Regions from separate parts of the Mus musculus genome. Here all the other regions are linked to region 1. A link is a contact called in public Hi-C and promoter capture Hi-C data. All regions are on one chromosome and are shown on one strand. Each heading gives the region's core, a stretch centred on a gene start, on an enhancer-like site or on the middle of the called end of the contact. The rest is flanking DNA. Distances are from core to core; before and after follow the strand shown. Region 1 overlaps Mbnl1 (muscleblind like splicing factor 1). Region 2 holds the start of Aadac (arylacetamide deacetylase). Region 3 has its middle 22 kb from the start of Aadac. Region 4 holds the start of Sucnr1 (succinate receptor 1).

Region 1 (3,100 bases), core at 303-2,802:
TAAGGGATTATAAACAAATCTGAAATCACTTTATTGTGTGACAAATTGTAGAAATGGAGAAAAAGATATAACAAGAAGAACAAAGTCAAGATCCTAGCTGAATTAGACCAATTTTACCTCAGAGGAAAATCAAAATTCAGTTGAAGATGGAATGTGGCTTTAATCTCTAAATAACCATAGTATCAACCTTGAGAAAAGAACTGTAGGCATTCCTTTCATGGATTTCGCCCTCCAGTGCTCCAAGGAGCACCAAGGTTGTATGTGTGCATGCATGCCTGTGTGTGTGTTTATGTGTGAGTGTGTGTGCTTATGTGTGCGTGCATGTGTGTGTGTGTGTGCGTGCGTGCGTGCGTGCGTGCGTGCGTGCGTGCGTGTGTTTAAGTTCTGGAATCACACTGCAGAGCAGAAAGAGGCACATGCATGTTTCCTATTTCAGGCCCCAACTATGACTGTGACAATGACTTAGATCTTGGGAACAGAACCAAGGGCATGCTCACTTCTATCAGGAATGCACATAACACAGGAGAGATTGTCCTAGGAAGTAGCAAAGGCAAATGACAAAACTCACAAGCAGCTCTTCATGGAAAGAAAAACAAAATGACAAAATACAAGTATAAAAAAACTACGCAAACTTTCAAGGGAATGAGCAGTTTTGAGCAAGTAGCTCAGCTTGAAGCATATCCTCTTAATGCTTTGAATATTGTTACCTATTAATAATTACTATGTTGGCATTCTTCTTCTCAGACTATTTGAGTCCCATTAATCAACTAACAGTCATGCATTAAGAATCCTGTGTTTTCTTTAGGAAGATTGGGGAAGAAAACTGTTTCAGATGCTGCCCTATTTCATTTGCGGACAGCATTTGTTAGAGAATTACTATACTTGGGAAATGAGAAGCCAAATGGCAGAGTGTATCTCTACAGCAAGGATAGGCTACCTCCCATCTCTTGCTCTGCTCTGACTCCTCTGCAACACAACGGTAGTGACAGCATCTTTCCCATCAGGTTGTTCTAAAGGTAGGCTATGTGATGGCTGTATCTGGCACATCCTCACAAAATGCTACAATATGATATCCTTTCTAATACGTTCAATAGAGTATAATGAATAAATAAGGCATTTTATTATATTTCTAACAGACTGGAAAGTTATTAGAGTCAAGGCCCTCCAAGTGCACCCTACTTTACTTTCCCTGTAATTAGTACACCCAGGCCATCTCAGCCCCAAGTCCGTCCTAAGCAGACAGACAGGAGAGGCAACTCAGTTTTTACTTACTAGGCCATTTTTCTACAGAAACTGTTTATCAAGGCTGTTAATTCATGCCATGCTAAAATTCTGAATAGTAATGTCATACTAGAACTTTATCTCTAATTTCCTTTTCAGTCACAACAGTAAAGTGTGTGCGTCTGCTTATCCTCCGCCCCAAGACAATGACAATCATGTGACAGCCTACTAAAAACGCTTTTATCAGGGTGCGTTTCATAAAACCACCCGCCTGCCTCAATGGAAGTACTTCAGAGGTTATGACAACATCTGCAGAGAGTTTTGTAATAGTTCGTGCACAGCAGCCAATGTGTTCCTGTTTATGAGATCCTCTGGACTTCAGTCATTTATTTGTTCACTCCAATAATCATTATATTGTGTTGATGACTACAAGAAACATTCAAGAAGCAACTGTTCTGGGCCAAACATTTTTTCTAACTCTTTGAGGTTTGAGCATTAGCATCATGTGCAAGATTTTAAGGATACTAAGACAAAGTGGAGAAACAGACACGCTGATCCCAGTTCCAAGCCCTCCCTGAGGAACCTAGACATAGATGCTGACTGATTTTGTAATTGTTGCATTAACCAAAACAGCATAACCATATTCTAGCAAACTTGCACAAACACTGAACCAAGACATGTTCATTCAGTTTAAAGTCACTCTGGCTACAAACACTTGAAGAACTGTAATGGAAACTATGAAGGTTCAACTCTTTATCCTACCTCCAGTCTGTCTGTCCGCATTAACTTCTGTGCAGCAGCTGCGGCAGCTGCTGGCACTGGAACTCCAGGATTCCCCGTGACCAACATTGGTGCAGTCGGCAAGATCTCTGCTGGAACCAGGCTTGGGGAAACAGGCCCCAGGTAAGGGTTAAAGGCTGCTGATGCACTGGTGGCTAAGCTTGGTGCAACTGAAAACATTGGCTGCAAATTGAAACAAAAAGCAAAACTTAATGGCAAGTCTCCATTCCAAATTGATACTCTACTTACAGAGTTATCATTTATTCTTCATCTATCATTCATTCTTTCTTCCTTAACTTCTATTTAATTCTGTCTTTAATTTAGTCTAAGAAGATTTCAGTATACTGATATTTGCTAAGTCATTGTTTTTCTCCAAATCTAGCAGGCAGAATATGCATTCATATCTCCAGAGGGGGTTCGAAGATTGGCATCTAGAATACTTGTGGTTTAACGTCTTAAATATCTTAGTACAGACACTTGTTTGTGCTCACCCAGTCTCCACCTTTGTGACTCAATCCTAGAAATGTGTCTGAGAAACACACTGTGTAACTGCTGTCAGATATAGTGGAAAGGTCTGTTCTCAAGTGTTAACAGGATATAAGTGCCTATCATCTGAGCAGACACAGATGTCCCAGGGGATCACAGAGCCCCACAGCCAGCACATTGACCAAATCTGTGGGCTGTGAGAGGTGATGATTACACTGTCTTTTGAGCACAGAAGAGATAGCATTTGGCCTGGTCACTTGATGTCGGTTTCTCAGAAGAAAGGTTCAGTGTTCTACAAGCCCATCCCATACTTGTGGGGCACTCAGCAATGGAAATTAACCTTCTCCAGAAAATGTCTGGAATGTGAAGCCTGACAGAACATTTCCCAGGAAATGCCACAGAATTATTAAAAAACATGGGATGGGCTGTCAGCGGGCAGGACACACTGGGGTGATGCTACTGCATTCAATGGAGAGAAGCCAGGGATCTACTATGTGTAAATGGCATTCTTTAATATGAGAGCATAAGGTCCCAAAGGACTATACCATGGTTGAGCATCCATCCTACATGACAGCTCTGCATTGTGTACACATCTGTACTAAGAACAATATGA
Region 2 (3,100 bases), core at 434-2,933, 570 kb after region 1:
CCCTATTTAGAAAACTTTCCCACACCTATATTGTGTAGGGTACTGACTATATTCTCTTCTAGCATTTCAGGTTTCAGTGTTGACCTCATTTTTTTTTCTATCTATTTGGAGTTGATTTTCATGCAGTATGATAGATAAAGATTTGACTTTATTCTTCTACATGTGCACATGCAGCTATCCTGCTAAAACATGTTGAAGATACTGTCTTTTCTCCAGTGTGTATTTTGGCACCTTTGTCAAATATCAAAAGCATTTTAAATGTGAATATATATTTGGGTCTTCTCTTTTACTAATCTACAAATCTTTATTTCTATTGATGTCATTATCATGTAATACATTTCATGTTCTTTTATAATTTTGTCATCAAAACATGTCATTAATTCTTTTATGTTTTTCACCTATAGAATTTTATGTTAGGTAGAATGTTTTACTTTTAGTAATCATATTGCATTTTTTATTTAAAAATTTTCATACAATATATTTTAGTTATGTTTCCCTACCTCCCTGCATACCCAACTGTTTTTCACTTTTTCTCTGTCTCTCAAAAACCCACTAAAATGAAAACTAAAGCAAATAAGCAAAACACCTATCATAATAGAAAAAGAACAAAACAAAACAATCATATTTTTAGCAAAGGCACACAAATAAGGCAATATTAAATTGTCCCCTACATGGTGCAATCTAAACATGTTTATAATGGTCTCTGATATGTATGTGGAAATTTAAAATTTTATTTATGGTATAATGAAACATATTCATAGCTGACTGAATATCCCACAAAGATGCCAAAGCCATGTACTAGAAGAAACTAGCGAATTGTGCTGCCACAGTGGGATGTCCACTTGTAGAATAACGAAAGTACACAGTTACCTCTTACTTTGCACAAAATAAGACGTAAATTGATGAAAAACTTCAATAGTAAACCCCAAACTCTGAAGCTTCTAGAAAATATTTTAGATTGCACTTTAAATTTATAGGCACAGGAAAGGACTCTATAAATATAACTTCATGTTTTTCACAAGTTAAGAGCAACAACAGACAAATGGCACATTCCAGAACTGAAGTTTCTATACAGCAATGGAAACATAGAATGAAGTAGAACCTACACAAAATGCCCAGAGTTACAATAGTGGCTCCAATTAGAAATTAAATGGTCTTGTTTCCTGTGTTTCTGGATTGTTTGTTTTGTTTTGTTTTTAACCAATCAGCCTTACTAATTGTCCCACATGGATTTCCATGCATGAATCTAAATCTACTGCATAGACTTTTATAATTAAACAATACTACTATTCCATTCTTTTTTTACTGAAGTTGATTCTTCTAAAAACCTTCACTTGGCAGTACTGCAAAACACACACTCTCTTTCTATCCTCTATTCTTCTTTCTTCTCCTTTCCCTCTGTCTGGTTGCTGACTGTAACTGGAATCAGATCTAGAGAAGGATCATGCTAAGAAACATCTTTCATAGATCCTACTTTGTCCTTTTTAAGTTATTCAGCATTCATAAGGTTGGTAAAATTCAGAACTTACCAAATCTGTTCCTATCTTTACAAAGGCAGTTTCCCATACTACCTTCCAAGGCTCTTCAATAGCATCTGGAAGCGGTATATAAAGATAATAAGCTACAAGCACCACAGAGATGAGAAGAGAAATGGTTTTCCCCATGTTTCCTTCTGCTCTTTCTGCTTTTGGCAGTTAGGAAATACAACTCATTTCAAATCATTGGATGTTGAATTTTAACCAGTCACCAAGTGTTACCTAACTTATTCAGTCCAAATTCCACGACGCAATCTCTTAAAGCACAGGCACTCCAAATCTACAAAGAATTTCAAAGCAGAGCTTTAATCTCGAAGGTACTTCCCATCTGTTTCTGAACAGTTTTCAAGAAAAACATATCACAACAAAGGTGTTATTATTCAGACTCTCTTACCTGTAAGTAATAGGTATTGCAACATATGAGAAAGACATATGTAAAGTAGAAACTAAAAGAAGATCAACAACACCTTTAAAGCTATGTGAAATTTTTAAAAAAATTCAATTTTCCTTAATTGCCTCTGGGCCCTACTTTCCTTCCCGTTGGGAAACTCCAGGCGTTTTTAATGACTGTTCAATGGCTCGGCTTATGAAGTAGCTTTGTTCTGTTTATATGATTTCTTTTGAGAACACAGAATAATTATATCATGTTCCTTTCTGTTCACAGCTCAGCTGAATCCATTCTGTACATTCTCAACTTGAAAAACCCATTCCTCTTCATTTTATTTTTGGCTACATTGATAATTAGACAATTCTCACCTTTTAGTCCAATATTCTAACTTAAAACATTTCTTTGGCTGTTAAGTTTATAATTGCCACCAGAAAATCTGCACAAAAGTCACTTATCTGTCCAAATCCCCACCTAATTAGATAATGAATGAGTCAAGGGTTGAATGACTCAAGTATTCAATTCTGTTTCAATGAGCTTCAAGCATATTCCATGCCAAGTTCAACCTAACTTTCACAATAAGTAGATTGCATCAAATAATCTTCATATCAATATGGGAGTGGAAGGGTGACTATTACCAGACTACTTTTTAAAGAGTAAACTACATATTTCTAAAGCTAATATTTTATATTGGATCCCCTGTTTCACAAAGGCTATATTCTATAGCACTATGAAAGAAAATGAGAGTCAAAACCTTGGTCTACTTTTGTCTAATTGTTACACATGACTATCTGTGTTATGCATGGAGGGAGTAGTTTTATTCACATGTTATGAGATTGTGTTAGGTGGACAGATGGTCTGGTGGCAGAGATCAATGAAGGCAAAGTGAAGAAAAAGGAAGCCATGAAATTGAAAGAACCGAGAAGGGTCTGGAGGAAAAAAAAAGTGAGAAATCTTGTAGCTATATTATAACACCCCCCTCCCAATTAAAAAGAATTCTGCATCAGGAACTTCATCCAATTGTTTGTATGAGTGGGTTGTTAGAATTGATTTGGTGATTTGGGGAAACTAGTTATCTTTATTTTTTCAAGCCACTTTGTTTCTTTGTTTGTTTTCATGGATATCTGACCATTTGGGTTTTGATCATTGACTCAGACTTTATTTTTTCTTTTATTCTTTT
Region 3 (3,100 bases), core at 178-2,677, 550 kb after region 1:
CTATAAAATCTATTGCAGAAAATGACTTTTGGCAGAGTAGCAGATAGATAAGTTAAAAATAGATGGGCCACTTTGTTGTTTCGGGGTCTTTAATTTTTTCTTAATTCCCACTGTATAGAAATTCATTGAGATGTGTAGAATTTAGGTCTGGTTTCTATTGCTGTAGCTTTTTTTCTTGGATTTTCATTTTCAAGTTCTTTATATAAAAGCCTTATAACCTTTATTATAAAGATCTTGCAAGTAAATAATGACATTAAAACTAACCAGAACCAGTGTGTATAATAAAGTTTTAATACATTTTTTCAAACATAAAAAAATAATAATTGCTTTTCAGATTCTTGTACATGAACCTGTGTTATGTTCCTAAATGGTGGCAGGCAGAGGCACAAGCGCCTAATACTCAAGCTTGTTGGTGGCTGATTTCTTAGTGCTGGAGCAAGACTTAGAGTTGTATGCCCATGAGGATATCCCTCCTCCTATGCCACAATACACTTACTATGTATTTCTGACTTTTCTAGTATGTAAGACCTAAAACTGAAAATTACAGCACTAAAATTTCTGTGAGATCTAAAAGATACCTCTGTATCCAAATCTGGTTACCATTACACAGAGCAAAGGCCAGAGAGGCAACTGAGGGCCCCACACAAATGTACATTTTAGGTTAGGCTTGGCAGTTGGCTATGGTTCAGGTGGGCTAGACCTATGGAAATTCACAAGACTGAACAAGCACACAGGATGTGCAATTAGGCTAATCCTGGAATTTAGATATGCCATGAGTGAGCTAGATACAAGTAATCTCAGTAGGTTGAGCTGGTGCATAAGATAGGTGACTAGGGCCAAGCAGAGTTTGTATTTCAGACTGATATGAAAGATGTACAGTCAGTGCCAATCCTGTATATTGGGAATAGTACATAAAGAGTTTAACAATCTTGGCTGATGTGTAGGATGTGCAGTGTTGGCTGGCTCTGGATGACACATATGGCACAAATAGTCTAGGCTCAGGCAGACTTCTATTTTTATTTGTTTACATTTCACTTGGGATTTAATTACCACACTCTTTACATTGCTGACATTCTTTTTCATGTTCTTTTTAAACTGTTGATTATGTTTATGATTGTACTTTTAAACTCATATCCTGAGGTTTGTCTGGGTAGTTATTCCTGGAGAACATGTCTACAGGACTCAATTGAGGGGCATCATATTGTTTTAGCCATTCACTTTGATTTTGGTTTTGTTGAGTGCTCTGGTCTTGTAGACTTTTTCATTGTGTGTCTGATACAAGATATTATGCCGCTTTGTTGAGTGAAAGTTTGGCTCTGTTTTTGCTATTGCTCAAGCATGGTTGATTTTAGATAAAGTATGAAGAGCTTGTATGTCAGTCCTCCAGAGTTTCCAAATTGAGTTTTTGATTGGAGTGTTGGATGTGATTCTAGCTCAGTGGCAACCAAGAAAGGGCGTGAATGTGAGACTCCTCCCTGGGTCTGCCTGGGCAAGTACACAATACCTGGGTATTGTGTCACAGTTTCTTTAATGAAAACTTTCCATCTCATAGGAAAGCTCATAAAACACAAAATGTTAAAGGGGAGATCAACATTGTATTTTAAGACAGGCTGTTTTCGGGGAGGTAAAACAACAGAATTCCTGAGGTTAAATAAAACATCCCATCCTAAAGAGAAACTCCCTAAGCTTAGGATCTCTCCCTCCCACCCATGAGTAAGCAATAAGGAGTCACTGTGAGAGAAGTCTGAGTTGACTGAGAGCAGTTGAGAGCAGTAGAACAGGTTGGAAGAGGCAAGATTAGCTACTTTTCCTGAAACCCCAGGTCAGCTGAGTTACTTGGAAAGAATGCTTTGCATGCTGGGGTGCCTGTAGGTTTCAGAAAGCTTTAGGTTCCCAACCTTAGTCCACTCACTGTCAACCACACTGGGGTAGGCTCCAGTGATGTAACTGCCCTTGTGGCATTTCTACTTTTGCAAGGAACCTCTCACCTATGTTCCTGTAAGCAGCTCTTAAAAATATTCGTTGGTTCACAAAGGAAGTTGAATTTTATCATGTGTGTACACTGCCTTACCTTTGGTTCCCTATCTGGAGTGAGTAGACATTTGTTTACATCTCCCTAGGAATAGTGTCACATCTGGTCAGAACTAGAAGGGTAAAGAAGTGTTCATCAGGGACCACAGGCAGTCACTTCTCTGGACTACAATCTGCATGGACTACGTTAGGTTTTCTGGGAGTATGAAAACTTTAAAAGAAGATGAGTGTCCAGGTCACTAATTAACCAGGCTGGGGTGGTTAGCATACCCTGAGCTAAGCCTGGGACTATGTATACATTCAATAAATGAAGTAATTTTCTTAGTAGAAAGAATGACAAGATCATCTGAGAGTAGTGGGTAGATAACCAGAGCACATCATAGCTCACCTATATTTGTCTAGTTCTTGTGGTCTTTCTCAAATTAACTGTGATATAAAATATTTCAATTAGTACATTTTTACAGTTTATTACAACAAGCTCTGTTTTAGAAAAACATAATGTGTGTTAGCTCTACCTTTCTTGCAATTCATTTTTCAAGATTTTATTCTAGTACTTATTTTGTATGGAACATAACATAAAGGGTTTTGTTGTTGTTTATTTATTTTAGTTAATATGTTGTTTACTAATATACATGTTTAAAGAATTGATTTGACTAGAATTTCTTCCTATCTTTCCCCTTAAACTTTTGTAATTAAGGAATAGTTAAAATTGGGCGGAAAATTGTTCAGTATAAACCACTTGTTTAGTACTTGCAAGTTCTTGAGTTCAATCTCTAGTACACACACACACACACACACACACACACACACACAGAGAGAGAGAGAGAGAGAGAGAGAGAGAGAGAGAGAGAGAGAGAGAGAGAGAACGCAAATAAACTTCAACATTCCAAGGCAAGTTTTACAGGCAGAGGGATGTAACTAGAAAATATCATCCTGAGTAAAGTAACTCAGACTTGAAAGGACATGCATGGTATATTCTCACTAATAAGTAGATATTAGCCTAAAAACTACAGAACACCTAGACTTTAATCTGCAGAACTCAAGAAGGTTAACAAATAGAAGTGTTCAT
Region 4 (3,100 bases), core at 170-2,669, 520 kb after region 1:
TCAACTTCATAAGGACACACTTTGAGAATATTGTATTCCAAATTCAGGTATATATATACATATATATATATATTCAGGTATATATACATATATATATATATATATATATATATATATATATATATATATACACACATACATACATACCTCCGGGTGTCTTTTGTTATGGTATAATTATGCAAATTAGGGAAGTAAGGTGTGCTCCTTTAGGCAAAACTCTGAATTCAAGGGGGGCATGTCCTCTGAACCATCACTAGCCTATACTTTTCAGGAGCTGTCCTCTTCATAGGCAACAGACATGGCGACAACATGTAGTGGCTTACTGAGGTGAACCATTAACCGAGAACTTTCTTTAAAAAACACATTAGTAACTAAAAGGAAATCATTATTAGCTTCTAGCCCACAGTCACAGAGTCTGTTAGAATTAATAAGCTACATATAAACTGAATACACCCACATGAGAAAATTGCTACTACTCATTCTTAATTTGGAATGATGAAAATTCCTTATAAAATTAGTTCTCTAAACATAAAAATAATGCATGTTTTTACCAGAAATTAAGAAAAAATACATTAATGAAAAACCTGGTAATCCAATACAAACTCTGTTCCTATATCCTGGACCATTGCACAGAGCCTAACAAAAAATAAAAATTTTAACTGTCACTGGAAAGTAAAGTATGAAGATATTCCAACAAGTTTCTCTCATTAGTAAACAATTTAAATAAACTGTGTTTGAGTGTATATAAATATAAGTATTTGGTTCTGGTTAATTACGTCACTTTTATGTATTCCACAAGTTACACCCAAACATCAAACATTACAGTATGTATCAAGTTGCATTTTTCATTAATAAGTTAGAGAATAGATTATATAGTTTGGGGAGTAGAATAACAATCACTCTGCAGTTTACCAGTTCCTTTAGTAAATCTTATTCTTAAATCATCACATTTTGCCAAATATAGATGCAAATTTTAAATTTTGGAATGATTTAAAATTTACTCTACTATAAGTTCTTTAATTTACATGGTTAAATTTTTCATGACGCAAGTTATTTTCCCTTTCTCTAAATAATTTCACTTTTTCAAATAATTGTAATTATCTTTGTTGCGACATTATCAAATACAATGAGCCCTTTAAAGCAAAACACACTACATTTTTGTCTATTAAATCAATGCATTTAGAGCCACATGAAATAGATGTGAAAGTCAGATATGTTTGCCTTTGGCTGCTTCACATCTACTGAAGAACAGTTCCCTAGGCAGCATTTAGCTCACAGAACCCTTCCAAAGGAAGCCCTAAGCAGAAAGCTTGGTCTTCTTTGGTGTGACCGAGAGACATGAGCTGCAGTGTCCCTTACCATTCTGCTGTCGGCTTCTGTCTCGACAGAAAACTCTGCCAGGAGCTGGAGACAGCTTCTGACCCAGTGCTGTGTTGCTGGACATGACCAGTGCAGTCTGATTTGCATATTATGCAGCCAAGATTAATAATTCAAAAGGCAGGGATAATTTATTCAGAAAAACCTCCAAGTCATTCAGAGGAACTCCTGAAAAGCCGAAGGCACACAACAGATGAGTCATTTTGTAGAGAGTAGTTTTAACAAAGACATTTGAGGACAAGCTAATTTAAATTTAGTTGATACACTCCCAAAACAACATAGAAGCATTCTATCTTCCCATGTGTATGTGCATGGAACTGTGTACGCACATTTAGGTAATGAGAACAGCAAACATTTTATGGTTAATATATATAGTTGAACTCATTTTTCATTGTTTTACACATTTCTTTGGTGACTTCTATACTAAGCATACAATAATTAAACTGCTTCATAGAAATCCTGAGGGAACTATGACATGAGTACTTGGACGGCAGTCTGAATTTGAGCCTTGTCAGTGTGCTGCTGAAAGGCTGTTAGAACTTTAGATAGTATCCGTTTTATTTTCTGTGATTAAATTCAGGAAACATAAAGAAGTACATCAGATGGCTAGGGATTAAGGAGAGAGGCATTATCTTAGATGACAAGCTCAAGAGATAGTAGTAGACTTTCCCCAGTCAGTGCTCTGAACAGCATCCAGAAGACTGATTATTCCAGATAAGAAACAAACCTGGCCTTTTCTCAAGGCTACATCAGTTTTTTATTCAAGCAAAAATCTGGATTGGTTGACCTGAAGGGTGGGGATAACACTGAGGATGTATGTACATGGTAGCGACTAAGATACAATCACAGGCATTTTCTACTTGTAGAGGAAAAGAGGCTAGAGAGTACTTTGGGGTACAGTCTTCAGAAAGAGAGGAGAGTAGCCAGTTGTGGTTCATGGACCTCTCCAAGGTATAGAGTGGCCAGTTGTAGTTCATAGACCTCTACAATGTAAAAAGGAAAGTTCTGACCACCACCATGGCAGGAGGGGCTGGAGATGGTGATTCCCTCTTTGTGGGTACCTGGAGTTCCCCAGAGTTTCCTCTTTCTTGTCTCTACTTCCTGATGGCCAAAAATGTGGTCGGTACTTCTCTTTTTCCCCCCCACAGGACTGCAAGCTGATAGTTTGGGCTTCCTGCCAAGAGCCACACTTCCCCAGGACCCCTCCACTGGTACCAGGGCAGATACAGTAAATAGACTGCTGTTCCTTTCATACCGTGACACCTTATTCAGGGTTACAGAGCAGAGGTACGGAGAATCTGTCCAGCAGGACGAGTGTCACTGTCACACTTCCAGGCCCCCTCACAGGCCCAAATATAAGCTCTGCATTCTTGATGGAACACTGTATGGTCACATTCCTGTTCTAAATTTGTATTAACTTTATAACAAGGGACCAAACATTTCCCTTGTGCTGGATTTGCAAATTATGTTGTCACTTCTGCCAGAGAGAGCACACATCTCTCAGGAAGTGATTTCTGTTCAGCCTATAATATTTCAGTGGGCAGAGCTTCTGACTTTGTTTTCTTTGTTGATAGAAACAATGTAACACATTGGATCTCATCAAATTTTCAATTCTCTTAACTGTAAAGTAGGGATACTTGTGACAATCCCAGGAAATACATATATCTACATAGAAGTCTGTGTATTATACTATACACTGGGGATTAGTCATAACAAGCTGTTG

What was found. Promoter capture Hi-C pulls out the DNA fragments that hold promoters and counts their contacts. A called contact is a pair of places that touch in the nucleus more often than the background predicts.
Region 2: a promoter capture Hi-C map of liver shows a contact between it and region 1, with 2.9 times the contacts expected there. The contact joins the promoter of Aadac here to the enhancer-like site in region 1. A contact is called at or near these places in 5 of 39 promoter capture datasets (hippocampal neurons, liver, pre-B cells and 1 more), 1 of 484 Hi-C or Micro-C datasets (nephron progenitors), 1 of 115 datasets of contacts at active chromatin or transcription factors (epiblast stem cells) and 1 of 9 other capture datasets (adipose tissue).
Region 3: a Hi-C map of liver shows a contact between it and region 1, with 2.3 times the contacts expected there. The contact joins two enhancer-like sites. A contact is called at or near these places in 1 of 15 datasets of contacts at CTCF or cohesin (pro-B cells), 9 of 484 Hi-C or Micro-C datasets (the AML12 cell line, the HL-1 cell line, cerebellum and 6 more) and 1 of 9 other capture datasets (embryonic stem cells).
Region 4: a promoter capture Hi-C map of liver shows a contact between it and region 1, with 4 times the contacts expected there. The contact joins the promoter of Sucnr1 here to the enhancer-like site in region 1. A contact is called at or near these places in 12 of 39 promoter capture datasets (the 3T3-L1 cell line, 3T3-L1-derived adipocytes, the C10 cell line and 6 more), 1 of 15 datasets of contacts at CTCF or cohesin (the NIH/3T3 cell line), 1 of 484 Hi-C or Micro-C datasets (liver), 4 of 115 datasets of contacts at active chromatin or transcription factors (epiblast stem cells, hepatocytes, kidney and 1 more) and 2 of 9 other capture datasets (adipose tissue and embryonic stem cells).

Annotation. Positions count from the first base shown.
Region 1 is chr3:60,602,778-60,605,877 of GRCm38.p6, reverse strand. It overlaps Mbnl1 (muscleblind like splicing factor 1), which reads right to left. Exons shown (of 10, transcript NM_020007.4): 4 at 1,984-2,184. Among named protein-coding and RNA genes, the nearest start is that of Mbnl1, 100 kb to the right of the region's middle. Within about 2 kb of position 1,552, at least 82 of the 459 cell types and tissues checked have an H3K27ac peak or open chromatin away from gene starts, as enhancers often do. A contact at or near this core is called in the NIH/3T3 cell line, adipose tissue, hematopoietic stem and progenitor cells and 2 more, where this site is marked.
Region 2 is chr3:60,030,371-60,033,470 of GRCm38.p6, reverse strand. It overlaps Aadac (arylacetamide deacetylase), which reads right to left and starts at 1,683. Exons shown (of 5, transcript NM_023383.1): 1 at 1,530-1,683. The coding sequence starts at 1,664.
Region 3 is chr3:60,052,423-60,055,522 of GRCm38.p6, reverse strand. No RefSeq gene overlaps it. Among named protein-coding and RNA genes, the nearest start is that of Aadac, 22 kb to the right of the region's middle. Within about 2 kb of position 1,427, at least 16 of the 459 cell types and tissues checked have an H3K27ac peak or open chromatin away from gene starts, as enhancers often do. A contact at or near this core is called in liver, where this site is marked.
Region 4 is chr3:60,080,188-60,083,287 of GRCm38.p6, reverse strand. Sucnr1 (succinate receptor 1) reads right to left here and starts at 1,419. Exons shown (of 2, transcript NM_032400.2): 1 at 1,360-1,419. The coding sequence starts at 1,362.